Regions from separate parts of the Zea mays genome. Here region 2 is linked to region 1. The links are chromatin contacts, called in public Hi-C maps. All regions are on one chromosome and are shown on one strand. The core of a region is the stretch at or near the end of the contact, and the rest is flanking DNA. Distances in the headings are between cores, read along the strand shown.

Region 1 (7,590 bases), core at 2,402-4,901:
GGAGGGAGTAGCTTAGTATGGATCCTTAATGTTTTGAGAATAAGTGTGTTGATAAACACATTAACCGTTTGCATGGTTCAGAAATGACTTACTGCCGCCGTATGAGCCACCGAAGATGACTACGGGTGATGTCTCGGCTGAGAGGTTCCGCTTAAGATCGGTGATGAGGATAGCCAAGTCGGCGAGTGCCTGCGTTGACGTCAAGTAGCCGAGTGCCTGCGCTGAGTTGTTCCCAAACGGCAGCGACTCCCCGTAGAACCGATGCTGATCATGGTAGCAGAAATGATGACATAAAAATGCAAACGTCAATAGACCATAATGGTAACTGAACTGCGATAATGAAAGCTTCTTTGGTTTTAGAATGTATCTGTATTAGAAATATAAAATCAATTACATTAATTTAGTTGCGTTCTTGTAAGGGGAATCTACAGGACTGGTAGCCTGATGAATCGATTTCTTATACCATGGTCCATGGAGACCAGGAAGACAACAACAATAAGCACTATGGCAGGTGTCTTAGATCGCTGATGTTTATTCGGCGTCGATCTGTACATATCGGGTCAACTCCAACACCGGTCGACGGGTCGATGGACCTACCAACCGGTTGATTTTGTTAGTATCGATGACATTGGAGACGATGTTGATCGATATCGGCTGACGCACTGGATGATCGGGTTGATACCTATCTATCAATTCGAGGTGGCCGACCCTTATTGGTCGGTATCGATCTGAACCAGTCGATATCGACCAACTTTAGCAATGTAGTGTGTTTCGATTGGTCTACACGTGAGCCACATCAGCTAGCCGTTTTGAATTGTTTAAAGTCTAAAAAATACGAAAATATAACTTTTTTAAAAAAATCATAGAATCCGGCTATAAATGGAAGGGGTGCTTAGGTTCATTCACATCCCTCACTCTCCATTTCACTTGTACCACTTACTATTTCACTCCTCTCACTTTTCTTTTACTCCACCAAACAACTCTCGCCATGTCTTTTTGGGGTCCAATGTTGAGATCGCCAAAGATGTACTCGATGTGCTGCATCAAATTATGATGAATGTGGTGGTTCAATGAGAGAGAGACGAAGGATGCAGCAGAGGAGCTACATGTACCGAGATCGTGAAGTCGTCCACAACAAGCTAATGCAAGACTACTTCAATGACACGAGTGTTTACCCTTTGCTATTCTTTTGATGAAGTTACTCAACCACAATGGTTTCTCCCCCCACAAAAATCTTGGACGGGTTGAGTGAGCATTCCCCCTATTTTACTTTTAGAGTCGATGCACTCAACCGTAGTGGTTTCTCCCCCACAAAAATGCACAGCTACCCTCCACTTGCTCGTGTATGCTAACGTTGTTGACTCCATTAATGAGTATATCAAAATAGAGAAAAGCTCCACCTTGTAGTGTTTTGAACATTTCTATATGTGTGTCATTTCATATTCTAATGAGGAGTATAGTCATCGTCCCGCTATTGACGATCTTAGATGTCTTTAGCTATGAATGAGAAGAAATTTTATAGTATGATATGATGTATAGATTGCATGTATTAGAAGTGGAGGAACTATATCCCATTGAAAATGGCAGTTTATTAGGGGAACATTAAATCCATAACCATCATGCTCGACAAGGTTGTCATTTATGTCTTACTGATTTGACATGTTTTTTAGGGTAGCAGGGTCAAATAACGACGTCAGTGTGCTTAACAAATCATCATTGTTCACTGACATGATCAAGGGAGAAGCATCAAATATCAAATACGAACTTTACGGTGAATGGATATGAGTACAACCAATTGTGCTATCTCACTGTTGGCATATACCCCGATGGCTAGTGTTTATGAAGACCATTCCCCTTTTGTAGACCTCAAAGAAACATATGTTTACTGCATACTAGAAGGACGTGCAAAAGGACATAGAGAGCATTGGAATCCTCAACGCTCGCTTCCATATTCTCGCTAGCACAAGTCATTCTTTTTCCTACCAAGTACTCGATATGATCCTACGTACATATATCATTATGCATAATATGATCATTGAGGATGAGCGTAGAGGAGCATATCATAGATGTCTATGAGATAGTTGAGTCATTCACTATAGCACCAACTATCAGTTTTGAAGCAACCACACAAGCTTTGTATCCTTCAACATGAGGTCAAAATCCATACTAGTTCGACCTATAATTAGCTCCAAAATAATTTAATAGAGCATTATATTTTATTTATGAATTATATTATTTTATAGCTTCATGAATTATATAACTTCTATTTATGTTTTATAAATTATGTAATTTGTATTTGCTCAATTATCCGTCTCTTGAAAGTTATATCCATTTTTTATTTAGGGTAATTGTGTCATTGCTTCTTTATAGCATATAACTACAAATTTGTCCCTACTTTTTAAACTTTGCATGTTTGTCCCTTGTTTTTCATAACAAACTATGGTGTGCCCCTATTTTGTTAGTAGTAATTAGCGGTGTTACATCTTGATAAAAAAGACAAGAGACAATTGCGCTAGTGCACCTATTTAAAGTGTAATTGTAATTTTGTATTGTTTTTAGTCCTTACATATTTTTATGACAATTCAGATTATTTCCACAACAATTCAAATTATTTTGACAACATTTCAAATTATTTTTCAATAATTTGAATTATTTTCAAAATAGAAATATTTTGGCAACATTTCAAATTAGTTTGCAAAAAAAATTAATTATTTTCAAAATAAAAAAATGATAATAATTCACATTATTTTGCCTCTCGACAACAATTTGAATAATTTGTCAAATTAATTTTAAAATTTATAAAATAATTCAAGTTATTGTAAAATAATTTGAATTGTTGTCCAAAATAAATTGAATTGTTTGCAAAAATAATTTGAATTTCTATAAAAACACGTAAAGTCTAAAAAATAAAGGTAAAATTGCAGTTGCACTTCAAAATAAGGGTAATGGCGCAATTGTCCCTTGTATTTTTATCGAGACTTAGCATCGTTAGTTACAACTTACAACTAACGGAGTAGGGACATAGAAAACTAATGGCAAACACGCAAACTCTAAAAACAAGAGTAAATCTCTAGTTACACCCTAAAATAGAGGTACTGGCACAATTATTCATATTTATTTTGTCATGCGAGAGTTTTAAGATGATTTTGCACTCGGCAACGTGAAGTATTTGTACCTCGACGAAGACTAGGAGCGCGCCGAACGTGGGCGCGATATCGAACATGAAGCCCACGTTGTGAGCGATGCACTCAATGTCGGCCTCACCGCCGACGTACACCAACAGCGGCCCGGCCGTGCCGCCGCCGCCGGGCCTCCGCCAGAACGTGTCGTTGACGAGGTACTTCTGATAGAACACCGTCGACGCGTTGGGCGTGAAGGAGAAGTGGTCCAGCTCCTGCTGGAAGTAGTGCACCGTGAACGGCCCCGCCGTGGTACCGGTGTCATCGGCGGCGGCGGCGGCGAGCTTAGTAGCGTCCGCCGGGCTGTTTGGCTGACGCACACGCTGCTGCCGACGAGCCTGCAGGTGCAGTGGAGTGGTTGTCGGGAACGGGTTGGGGTTGGAGTGTGCTGGGAGCACCGCTGCGACTGATGCATGTGAAAAGGATGAAACGAGGAGAAGCAGCAAGAACGCGAGCACAGGAGGTGTCGCCATATATTGTTGATGTTGTCCGTCTCTCCTTCACTGCGGGCCTGCGGCGTTCTCTTTATTAGCATCACACACTCACCCTTCGTGTGATTTATAATAACAAGGTGCACGAACAAGGAGGTCACGATCACGACGAGGCTGCTGGCGCGTGTTAATTTCTGCCGATCAGCGTTGTTGAGGTCGCATGACGACTAGGCGTCTGGTCTGATGGCCTGGTGACAGTGACACACAAGCGAAGTTCTGAAATTCGTCGACGGCTTTGCCCAGCCTAGTGGCACAGGCTCCCCGCTAGAATCCCACCTATGTAATGGATTATTAGGTGTTCAATCAAGATAATATATATGTGAGTAAATAATTATAGATCGTTAACGCTAGAAGCATAGCGGAGACGTGGAGTAAAACAAGAACACGATGATAAAGTGGAAGCATATTCTCGTATATCAACAACACAATATATCGGTTCTTGCTTCTCATATTCATTATCGACCAATACCGCACCACTAGCAGCAACACTTTTACGGTATCTCCGTGCGAAAAGATGAAACGACGCGACGCTATTGTGCTAGTACCATATATGAGTAGCGAGAGGAGAGACGAAAATGGTACCTTGGATGCCTGTAACCCTGGATGATCTGTTAGGTTCATATATAGACGATCACGATTGAAAAATATTTGGGAGCCATTAGTCAATAGTGACGCCTAGCAGCACCTATTAAATCTCATATACATATGAAGGTCATATCAACCGAACTTTGATATAAACACGACTTGACCCTTTTTCCATATCTCTACTACCTATTAAGGCAGTAAGGGGTAGACTGTCATTCTGTGTTCTATCATTTCCCTCTCCGCAAAGTTCATTCTCATTCCCACGTGCATCACACGCCTAGCTAAAATTAAATTAAAAAAACACAACTATCTTTCTCATTTTCCCTCTCCGCAAAGCTCATTCTCATTCCCACGTGCATCCCACGCCAACCGAACTTTGATATAAATACGACTTGACCCTTTTTCCATATCTCTACTACCTATTAAGGCAGTAAGGGGTAGACTGTCATTCTGTGTTCTATCATTTCCCTCTCCGCAAAGTTCATTCTCATTCCCACGTGCATCACACGCCTAGCTAAAATTAAATTAAAAAAACACAACTGTCTTTCTCATTTTCCCTCTCCGCAAAGCTCATTCTCATTCCCACGTGCATCACACGCCTAGCTAAAATTAAATTAAAATTAAAAAAAACAAATGTGACTCTAATGGGATTCGAACCCACGACCTCTCACGCAAATGTGCTTGTAGCTACCACTACATCACATGTTTATGTCAATATCTGTTACAGTAAAAATATCTACATCTCTCCCAAAGCTCACCTGCTACCCTTGCACAATGTGTAGTAGTAGATAATTATCAACGAGATTCCCGAATTATATTTTTGGATGGAGAGAGTAGTATTTAAAGAAGAGTCTTGCATGCAACTTCTTTTGTTTGAATAAGTTTTCAACTTAAATTCCTTTTTTATATGTGTGACATTTATTCTCCATAATATTTTTTCCATGGATCTGACTTGTGAGTCATTTTCATAAACCAACGCCAAAGATGAATCCATGTTTCTTACTTGGAAACCCCAAACAAACACCACTGGCAGGAGGCGCTCGCGTTGGCGTCGCTCATCGACGATGAGAAGAAGCTTGGCGACTGCCAGTTCGACCTCTGAAAGCAGTCCTACTTGGCCGCATGTGTCGCTATGTTCAGCAAGCTCCGACGCAGCCGTCGCTTGGACGCGATCCAGAGCGGCTACACCGTTGTCCATATTCAAACGGGGGACCTCATAGTCGTCGCCAACACCGGCGACTCTCGGGTTGTTCTGGGCACCGCATCCGACGACGGCACCGTCACGCCATCTAGCTCATCATCCACCTGAAGCTCAACCGGCCACGTAAGTCGCTACTGACCGGCCTTGAATTCTTGTGCGCTGGGACGACGGCTGTTGCTGATGTTGTGTGAGTATCCTCGAATAAGATGTATGCAGAGGAGTAGCACATCTGGAGGTGCAACGGCTAGGTGTACTACCTCGCTGATGAGCCCGGGGTGCACTTCGTTTAGCAGTCCAGCCAAAAGTCATCAGTACTCGCCATGTCACGCGCGTTCGACGACTACTATATCAAAGACTATGACGTCATCTTGGCGACAGAGGTGACACAGAGGAGGACCGACAGCAATGACCACTTGTCATCGCCGAGGTAGCTTTTGTGCTGGTCTGCCTTTAATTCTCTTCACAAACGCATACACTTGCCTTTTTGTTTAAGCAAACATGTATGGTGGTGCATGCCTGATGACTGACGATGTACGAGGGAACTTCTACCGGTAGGTGTGGCACGTGCTCTCCAATGATGAGACCATGCAAATCATGGTATATATCGAAGTCTGTATGATACTGATGGTTGCAATGTAGTAGTGGAACAGTTAAATTAAAATAACAAAATTTATGTATGGCTAGGATCACAAATGAATTATGAAACATTTTCTTATAACAATATAAGACACATTTCATATATAAGTTATCATGGTATTATATATTTCCGTTGCAACGCACGGGGCACTCATTTAGTGTTACTCTGAACTCAAGGCAAGAGTTAGACCACCCTTGTGATAGCTTAACACTTCACTCGATCTTATAGTGGATTACAATTTATGACTAAGTATTTAGTCATATCATAATTAACTCTATAATCATGTTGGTATGGACATGTACTTTCTTAGTCCGACCATATCAAGAGGCATGTACATATCTCTCTCGTTATATACAAGGGGTAAATTATATAGTGATCCGCTCACGTCTCACCTATATTTTATGGCATACTCGAAACCTCTTTTATAACTTATCAGTTATAGAGTAACATTTGACGGCTTTTAAAATACATCACTACGCATAGTAAGAAATAATAACAATCTTAGAGCAACTCCAAGAGCTTCTTAAGAAATTGTTCCCCAAAACATCATATTGGGGGCTGCCGAAAAAAAATTTCCTCCAAAAAAAAACTAAACTCATATCAGAATGCTAATAACCGGTCCCTTAAACATTTAAAAGAGCTCACGTCGTCATAGGGTCTTCTCTCCGCCATCATGGTACAGCAGGAAGCAGACGGCGGCCTGCAGCGCGCCGCCGCGGATGATAGTGACGAAGACGATGGCGGCAGGAACACAAAGCCATCATGCTCTACAAGTCCTCCAGCTACAGCTTCTCCATGAAGCTGGACGCCCACGAGGCGGAACCATCGCAGAACGAGGACAACGACGACTACCTGACCCACTGGCTGTTCACCGAGGACAATGACAAGGACGAGCTGGTGAACGTGTCGGGGTCGGTCACCGACGTCATGCGCGGTGCGAGGGAGCAAGAGGCCGGCGAGGGGATTGGGGAACAACTTTGCTCGCGAATATTTGAGGGATAGTGAAGCTCGGATGCGGGACGCTAAAAATTTGGAGAAGGAAAGGGGAACTGTTGGATGGAGTTTTTTTTGCTTTTCTACCCCAAAACACGTTTTCGGGTTGGTTTTAGTGTTCTTTTGGAGATGCTCTTAGATCTAAGGATTGAATAGGTATGCCACACGAGAACGCTTGGACCCTGCAGGATCCATTTTTTGTTCATTTTTAGTGCATCTTGGAGTTTTCCCCTCTTCACATCCTAATTTTAGACCCCCTGCAGGATCCATGCATATGACCATATCCAATGTCTCCTAGTCTATCCAGCAACCGAATTTGTGAGCATGCGTGAAATAAAGTATCGTTTTTTTTTAAACATGTTTAACACCCAAATTTTAGTGTTGCAAAAAGTATGGTATTTTAGTGGAGTCAGCAAACAAACTTTTAGGTACATCATCTCTACTGCTCAGGAATTACTCAGAAAGAATTAACACAACTCTAGTGTACATAACTCAGCCGTAACC
Region 2 (7,375 bases), core at 489-2,988, 260 kb after region 1:
CTTTTAGTTCCCAAATGGTTCAAAATATTAAGTCTTTAACTAGCTAGTTGCCCATACTTTGCTACGGTTGTTATATATCATATAAATAGGTATCAGAATATTTATTTAAATATAATTATTGTTTATTTCTAAAGACTACAGTACATGTGGTCTGATAGTCACCTCCAAAATTTTGAAGCAAAGGACGTGGGTTCTAGTGCTCGCCCTGCACTATTTTTTGTATGGTGTGGTGGGTGGACCCAGAGAGTTAGTGCCGAGGATGAAGCCGTGCTAGCACCAGGTGGCCATATTAGGTTCTTAATAGAGTAGTATATATATAATTATCAAGTGACTATAGAAGCATAGGTAAATTTAGCTACCTGGTAGGTGGGTTTAGAGAATAGGTTTTCATCCTGGTTAGAGCATCTTCAAGAAAACATGTAAACTAACCCCAAAAGTGTTTTTAGAGAAAAAACACATTTTAAGCCCTCTAACCGTTCCCTTTTCCTCTTCCCATAATCTTCGCGACCCTCATCCCTTGCCCTTTCTTCCGCAAATTTACGTGTCATATATTGCTCCCCAATCGATCCAATGTACGTACCTAGTTGGTTTGCGTTTATTTTTGCCTCACACAGTGGCGGCGGGAGATGATTGAGCAACGACGGGAGATCAATCAATTGCAGCTGCTTGACGGTCATCTTGCTTGACGCGTGGAGATCAATCTAGTGCAGCTATTTGACGGTCATCTTGCATGGATGCGTGGAGAGAAATCTGGTGCAAGTGCAACGGTGGTGGGAGAGCAATCTGGTACAAGCCATGGATGCGTGGAAGTTGTCCATAAGCACCTAGTCCACCTTGCGGTCGCTCCCGTTGTGTAACTGCATCAATGAAGGTGTAGAAGATCGGGGTTTAGATTTTAGAGATCAGTTATTAGCATTCTTTTGTGTGGTTTATATTATTTAGAGTGCAGCTATTTGACAGTCATCTTACATGGATGCGTGGAGAGAAATCTGGTGTAAGTGCAACGGTGGCGGGAGAGCAATCTGGTACAAGCCATGGATGCGTGGAAGTTGTCCATAAGCACCTAGTCCACCTTACGGTCGTGCATCAATGAAGGTGTAGAAGATCGGGGTTAGATTTTAGAGGTCAGTTATTAGCATTCTGTTGTGTTGTTTTATGTTTTTTAGGATTTTTTCCACCAATCTCCAATAATAAGTTTTGGAAAATGTTATTTTAGTAGTTTTTTGGAGTTGCTCTTAAGACACGCCCCGTTTGGATCATTGGAATTGAATTCCATTCTACTAATAGTAATTTAAGCATATATCTATTAAGCTAATTCGGTTTTATGCAAAATATATTTATATACTATTATTAACAAGATGTCAGAGATATTTATGTGCTACATTTTTAATATAGATGAGTGAGACAAAGAGTGTCATGTAAGTTATGGATTAGAAACAAATTCTACTAATGCATAAAATTATTTCCCAACCTCCACCCATGAATTTGAGATAGGCTTATATATGAACTCTGGAAAGTGGTGGAATTTTAAATTCCAAACTAAATAAATTACTTTATTGAGTGAATTCCAATTCCTCTAAAATGAAGGGATCCAAACGCCCCGTTATGTTTTTTGTTTGCTTATAGGTTGGAATAGCGATTGCCTTGTAGAGCGCACGGCCCAGTTGGGCCCAATACTCGACACGACTCATTGACCGGCCCATTACGGCTGAAGGGAGTCGCTCGCCGCCGCGTTCGAGGCGTTCCCTCGTCGCGCTCGCGCCGTCGACCTTCACCGCTCGCTGTCAGGTCTGCCCGCCACGACCTCGCCGGCCACACTCGCAGCTCGCCCTCGCTCCTACGCCTCGCCGGCGAGGCCTTCTGCCTTTTCGCGCCCTCTATCTGCTGCGATCTTTGGAGCATCGTTCTCTTCTCTCACTTGAGATCCAGACCCCTAAACCCTAGAGCTCGCCGCTTCCGCTCGCTCGCTCCGCGCTGGCGGCGACAATGGAGGACGAGGAGATGGAGAAGAAGGTGCAGCAGTACTTGCAGCGCAAGGGTTTCCGCCTCACTGAGCTTGCGCTCCAGGAGGAGCGCAACCGCCTCTCCACCTCCGCCATCTCCGACGTTGCGCTTGCACGGTAGGTTCGGCCCTTCCCTGGCTAGGTAGATTCGTCCATATACCTCTGACCTGGTCGTTTTGGCTTGTGGCGATAGCTTCTGGTGCGAGGAAATCTAGTGGACTCGTGTACACTGTACAGTCTGAATTGGTGCACTTTATTTGGCTGCTTGGTTTGTGAAACTCTGTCTCGGTGCTCTCGCTTGACTGCTGATTTGACTAGTTTGGTTGCTTTGATGTGAACCCTTGGCTAGATAGTCAAGTAGGATGAATTGGCACTCTAATTGAAGAGTATAAAATTATGTCAATTCAGTTCTCATGAAGATCAATGTTTTAGTGGCTGTCACCTGCAGATTACATGCCATTGTTCAGGCCCATCATGCTAGCAACCCTGATTAAAATTTTATCACAATTGAAAATTGCAATAAGTTGTGAAAAATGCTTAACTTTGGCTACACTGTTATTTTGAGGTAGAGTCTGGCCTGTGTTGCAATTGTACCATTTTATTCTATCTCCTGAATCCTGATACAACACCATGTAATTCACCTGTGAGTTCAAGGAAAAAAAGATACTGCTGTTTTCTTTTAGTGGCAAGTGCTATAGTTTGTTTTCTCAGGTTGTTTCCACTCGTGTATCAGACATCTGTTCTTTGGAGAGGAAGAAATGCCCCACATGTTGCTTAGTCGTTAGGACCATCATCTTGGGGAGGGAAGGGATAGGTAACAGCAAATTCAATGTTTCTCTGCCTGAAATTTCTGTGGCATCAAGTTGTTAGAGCCTGCTGTCTGTGGCCATTTGGAAAACTGTTTTTTGGACTGCTTGCAGTTGCATGTGATGATTGGTGAAGCAATCTGCTTTGTTGGTTCAGTGGTGCTTTATTGATATTATAATAATCAAAGATCAGTTGTTTTGTCCTTGTCTTTCACTCTTCCTACATATATTTTCCTAATACCTTAGTATACACAAATTCTGAAGTGGTTATATTTTCACTTACATTCTTACAGTATACATCCTTTTATTTATTATATTCTTCAATAACAGGTCTGACAATGATCCAGCGAGATACTACGATGGATATAGCAGATTAAGAACATGGGCATACAGTTCTCTTGATCAATATAAGGTGCACTGCTTGTAGATAAATTGTACTTAATATTCACATACTTTGTAAATGTAATTTTTTCCAACCAATGCATATGGCACCTTCAAACTATTTCGTGTTGTTACCTTCAAGGGACACATTTAATTGAATCATCTGTGCTCTATCACACAAATTTACAAGGCATACCTCCTTTTATGAATCTCAAATCTGTCACATAAGCATGATTTTGCACTTGACAACTTATGTAGCTCTCGTCTTTCAAAAGGACATTTTCTTATGGCCGGTGAACCATTTAATGCTGTGATCTGGTCTTTTACTTGCGTTCCACCATTCTATTCTTAAACCTGGCAATATAATTCATGTTTCTTAATTCAGATATTTTTTGTAGCACGAATTACTTCGCGTCCTTTATCCAGTTTTCATCCATAGCTTCATGGATCTAGTGGCAGAAGGACATATGCAGGAAGGTATTTGTTATTTTGGATATATTTTGATTTGATAGACTTTCTGTTTTTATTATTTTCATTAATTTATTCAGAGATTTTTTTTTCTATGATACTATTTCCCACAGCTCGGTCATTTTTCCATACATTTCGGGAAGATCATGAGGTGATGCATTCAAGGGATCTTCAGAAGCTGGAAGGCGTCCTGTCTCCTTCACACTTGGAGGTTATTTAGCTCTGCACTATATCGTGTCATTATGTTATGAATGGGCCCATGTTTTATATAAATATATAATTATTCTTACTTTTTAGCATCATACTGTTCACTTAACTTCTGCATGCCATAATTTTCAGGAAATGGAATTGGCCCGGTCTTTTAGGAAAAATAAATTTAAAATTAAATTATGTGAGGTAACTGCATTTCTAATCCCTCCTTTTCTAAACTACCCTTTTGAACTGTGCTTGTTACTTTGTTAGTTTACCCATGCTCTTTGCTTAGATTGATCACTTTATGGAGATAAAATATTTTTCGCGTAAAAAAAGTTGTGTAATGCTTTTATCATGGTGTACCAGAATATTTCAACTTTTCAAGTTCACACCTACATATTGCTAAGTGTAGTCACAAAGGAAAAAGGATAGACACCTTATGTTCTATTTATGTTCTTCCATTGCTTAATCTGATGGATATTTTGTTGAAGGTGGGAGTGTTACTTCAATTCTATTTATTTATTTTTCTCAAATGCGCAGCAGCGCTGCACGTCTTTATATAAAAGAGAGAAGGAACCATCTTACAAGAAGACCATGCTGAGCAAGGCCAGAAAAAACACAGAAATGAAAAAGACCTTCAAAGGAAGGAAAAAAAATACTAACTCGCAGTGTTTTCAAGTCATCCGACTAATCGTGATTAGTCGGCCTAATCGGTAGACTACATCCGACCAGACCCACCGATGCGATTAGTCCGACTAGAAAACTAGTCGTCCGATTAGTTGACGGTTAGTCACGACTAGTTGTCCGATTTGAACTGGGATGACCAGATTAGATGTGTCTTTGTTGACGGGCTGTTGGAGCTGGGCTGCAAATGTGGGCTTCTAGGGTTGGCCAACGGACACAAGACAAAAGCTTGGAGTGCTGGACGCCGGACACCCGCTCGTGCTCCTGCAGTTCTTCGCGAAGAGCGCAACTGCCGATACCGCACAAGGCCGCGACCGCCGCCGCAACACAAGTTCACAGCTACCGCCGGTGCCGGTGCACAAGGATGCAGCTACAGCCGCCGGCCACCGAAGATGCATCGCCACCCCCACCAAAGACAGAGATACTGCCGCCCCTCGCCTGCAAGTTCTAGGCGGGCACCCGTCTTGCCACAGCCCCCCCTCCAATGCTCGCCCTCAAGATGAGTTCATCCTTAGATGATGAGTGTGCTTTTTGATTGCTGTATTGTGGGGAGTTATGGACAGCAAACACACAGCTAAGTCACCATCTTGATGCTTGCTGTATTGTGTATTGTAAATTGTATAACTATATCCTATTACTATATACTATATATATGTCTAGAAACATATGGACGACTAGGCCAACTAGTCGATCTGGTATTCTGGTCGACGACTAATCACGACTAGTCGACTGCTCGGTAGCTATATGACTAGGTTCGACTAGACAACTTGAAAACATTGTTAACTCGACCGAGCGACCTACAAAGCCTCAACTAGACCCAGGCTGCCAAGGTGTTTTGCTCCAGCGATGACCCAACATCCTAATTCATTTAGGCTGTCCACAGCAGATCGTGTAAAATTGGGGGTTTGCACTTAGATTATAGGAGATGTAATAGGATAGCTTCTGGAGACAGCCTTAGAAAGCATTGTTGCGTTTTGTGAATAGGAGAGTCCCCGTCAAAGGCAGCCCTGTTTCTTGCAACCATAAGCACTAGGCTCCATGGATGACCTTTTTTCCTTGCGGATTCTGCTACTAACATCAGCTGCCACAACTAATTTTTTACCTTATTTTCAATTGCAGTATTCGTATGAATTGCTTCTCCAGTATCTCCAGAAAACACAAGCCCTTGTGGTGCTTGGAGTAATCAATGAGCACATAACTTTTGAAGGTACAATTCTATGTATCTGTTGAAATGTAATGTACTCTTATTTGTAATTTTGTATTGTACTTCTGCATTTTCACCTGTAACAATCTTCTCTACCACTTCTATGTATGCTACATTGGTAGTATCTCCTGGTCAGCCCTCATTAATCTCTGATGACGCTGATGTTGTTGCTCTGATTGGGACAAGTAAGGACTTGGCAAAACAGATAAATCAGAAGGAAGTACATTGGGGGGTACGTTATACATCTGTTGGTCTGTTTTCCACTTAAGTTGTCTCAAACAGCCAACACTGCATATTAAATAGTTGGTATTTGATTTATTTCCAGCCAAGTTAATATATTCCATCCAATATACTCTCGTGCACTTAAATTAAAATCATGTTTTGCAGTTGCTTGAAGATTCTGTTGAAGAGCGAATGGAGAAGGCACTAGCAGAATCTGATAAAATAGAAGCTGAAAGCAAGGATGCTGATGCAGAAGATAACAAGGCAATGACCTTTTTTCTAATATCAGAATCTTCTCACATTTTGTGTCCTGTAATCTGTGTTGTTGCCATTGAAATACCGACCTTTGTTTTACTTGTGTCAGAGAATGTGCCCCCAACAGCCCAACCACGCTATCTGTAGGCTGTAGCTAACAAAGTCTTGTTGCTTGGTTTGACTGTGCATACCTGTATTCCTGGTCATAGGAATTTTGGTGTCTTTGCAATTCATATTTCATTTACTATTCCTTGTGATAACTTTTCTCATTATCTTTTGCTACAGAAAAGAAATGCAGAAGGTGGAAAGCAAGGTGCTTCTCTTAAGAAAGCCAAAAAGGACAAGCTTGTTGGTGCGACTGGAAAAAGCGTCAGAACTGAAACAAGCATGGTTTCTGTGGCACCTCGAGTGAAACCGGAGCTAACTCTTCCAGCAACGTATGTTTGTAATTCCTTTCTGGTTATACGTGGTAAATTGTCCTCCCAATCTCTCATGTGTTGTCTGTTAGTGTGTCTAATCTTTCCAAAGTCCCAAATAATATCTTACTTTAGGCTTCCTTCAAGAATGTCACTAACAGGTACCTTCAGGTCCCACATGTGAATGTCATCTACTTGCTAGAAATTTTGATTTTGATCAGGAAGCTTATTTTGTAATACAACTGAAAGTGAAGCTCGTTTTATAGGACAACTTAAAAAAGTAAGACACTCAATAATTCACAACAGATCAAACGATGTCTTTTGCTTTGATTGTTGACCCTTTTTGTGCTCATTGCTTGGGGCTCGCATACTTAAGCCTCTTCACCATTTGTGGTGATAGCCAGGACCCAGGATACATTCTAATTTGCAGTTTGAACTCATATGACAAATAGTTCTTTCTTCAACGTTTAATTGTTTGGTTTGGAAGTTTGTTTTGGTTTAATTGTTTCACACTTTTTTCTGTCAAATTAATCAACCTCGAGATGCATGAGTATGCAAAGTTTTTATATTTCAGGCCTGTTGAAGTTGAACAATCAATTCTTGAGGACCTACGAAACCGTGCACAACTGAATAGTGTGGCATTGCCATCTGTTAGCTTCTACACATTCCTTAATACACATAATGGGTAAAATATAACTGTTATCAAATATTTATAACCTCATTGTTAATACTGTGGTTTGAGTA

Evidence for each region. Hi-C and Micro-C count contacts between places; a contact is called where the count stands out from the background.
Region 2: a contact with region 1 is called in a Hi-C map of bundle sheath, with 2.9 times the contacts expected there. The contact joins the promoter of LOC100501797 here to the promoter of LOC103640153 in region 1. A contact is called at or near these places in 2 of 25 Hi-C or Micro-C datasets (bundle sheath and leaf).

What each region holds. Positions count from the first base shown.
Region 1 is chr9:108,307,466-108,315,055 of Zm-B73-REFERENCE-NAM-5.0, forward strand. LOC103640153 (lysosomal Pro-X carboxypeptidase) reads right to left here and starts at 3,652. Exons shown (of 10, transcript XM_008662789.3): 1 at 3,176-3,652; 2 at 93-264. The coding sequence starts at 3,652.
Region 2 is chr9:108,573,268-108,580,642 of Zm-B73-REFERENCE-NAM-5.0, forward strand. LOC100501797 reads left to right here and starts at 1,739. Exons shown (of 19, transcript NM_001196453.1): 1 at 1,739-2,120; 2 at 3,140-3,221; 3 at 3,589-3,667; 4 at 3,772-3,869; 5 at 3,998-4,054; 6 at 5,654-5,741; 7 at 5,861-5,970; 8 at 6,126-6,224; 9 at 6,501-6,652; 10 at 7,206-7,316. The coding sequence starts at 1,987.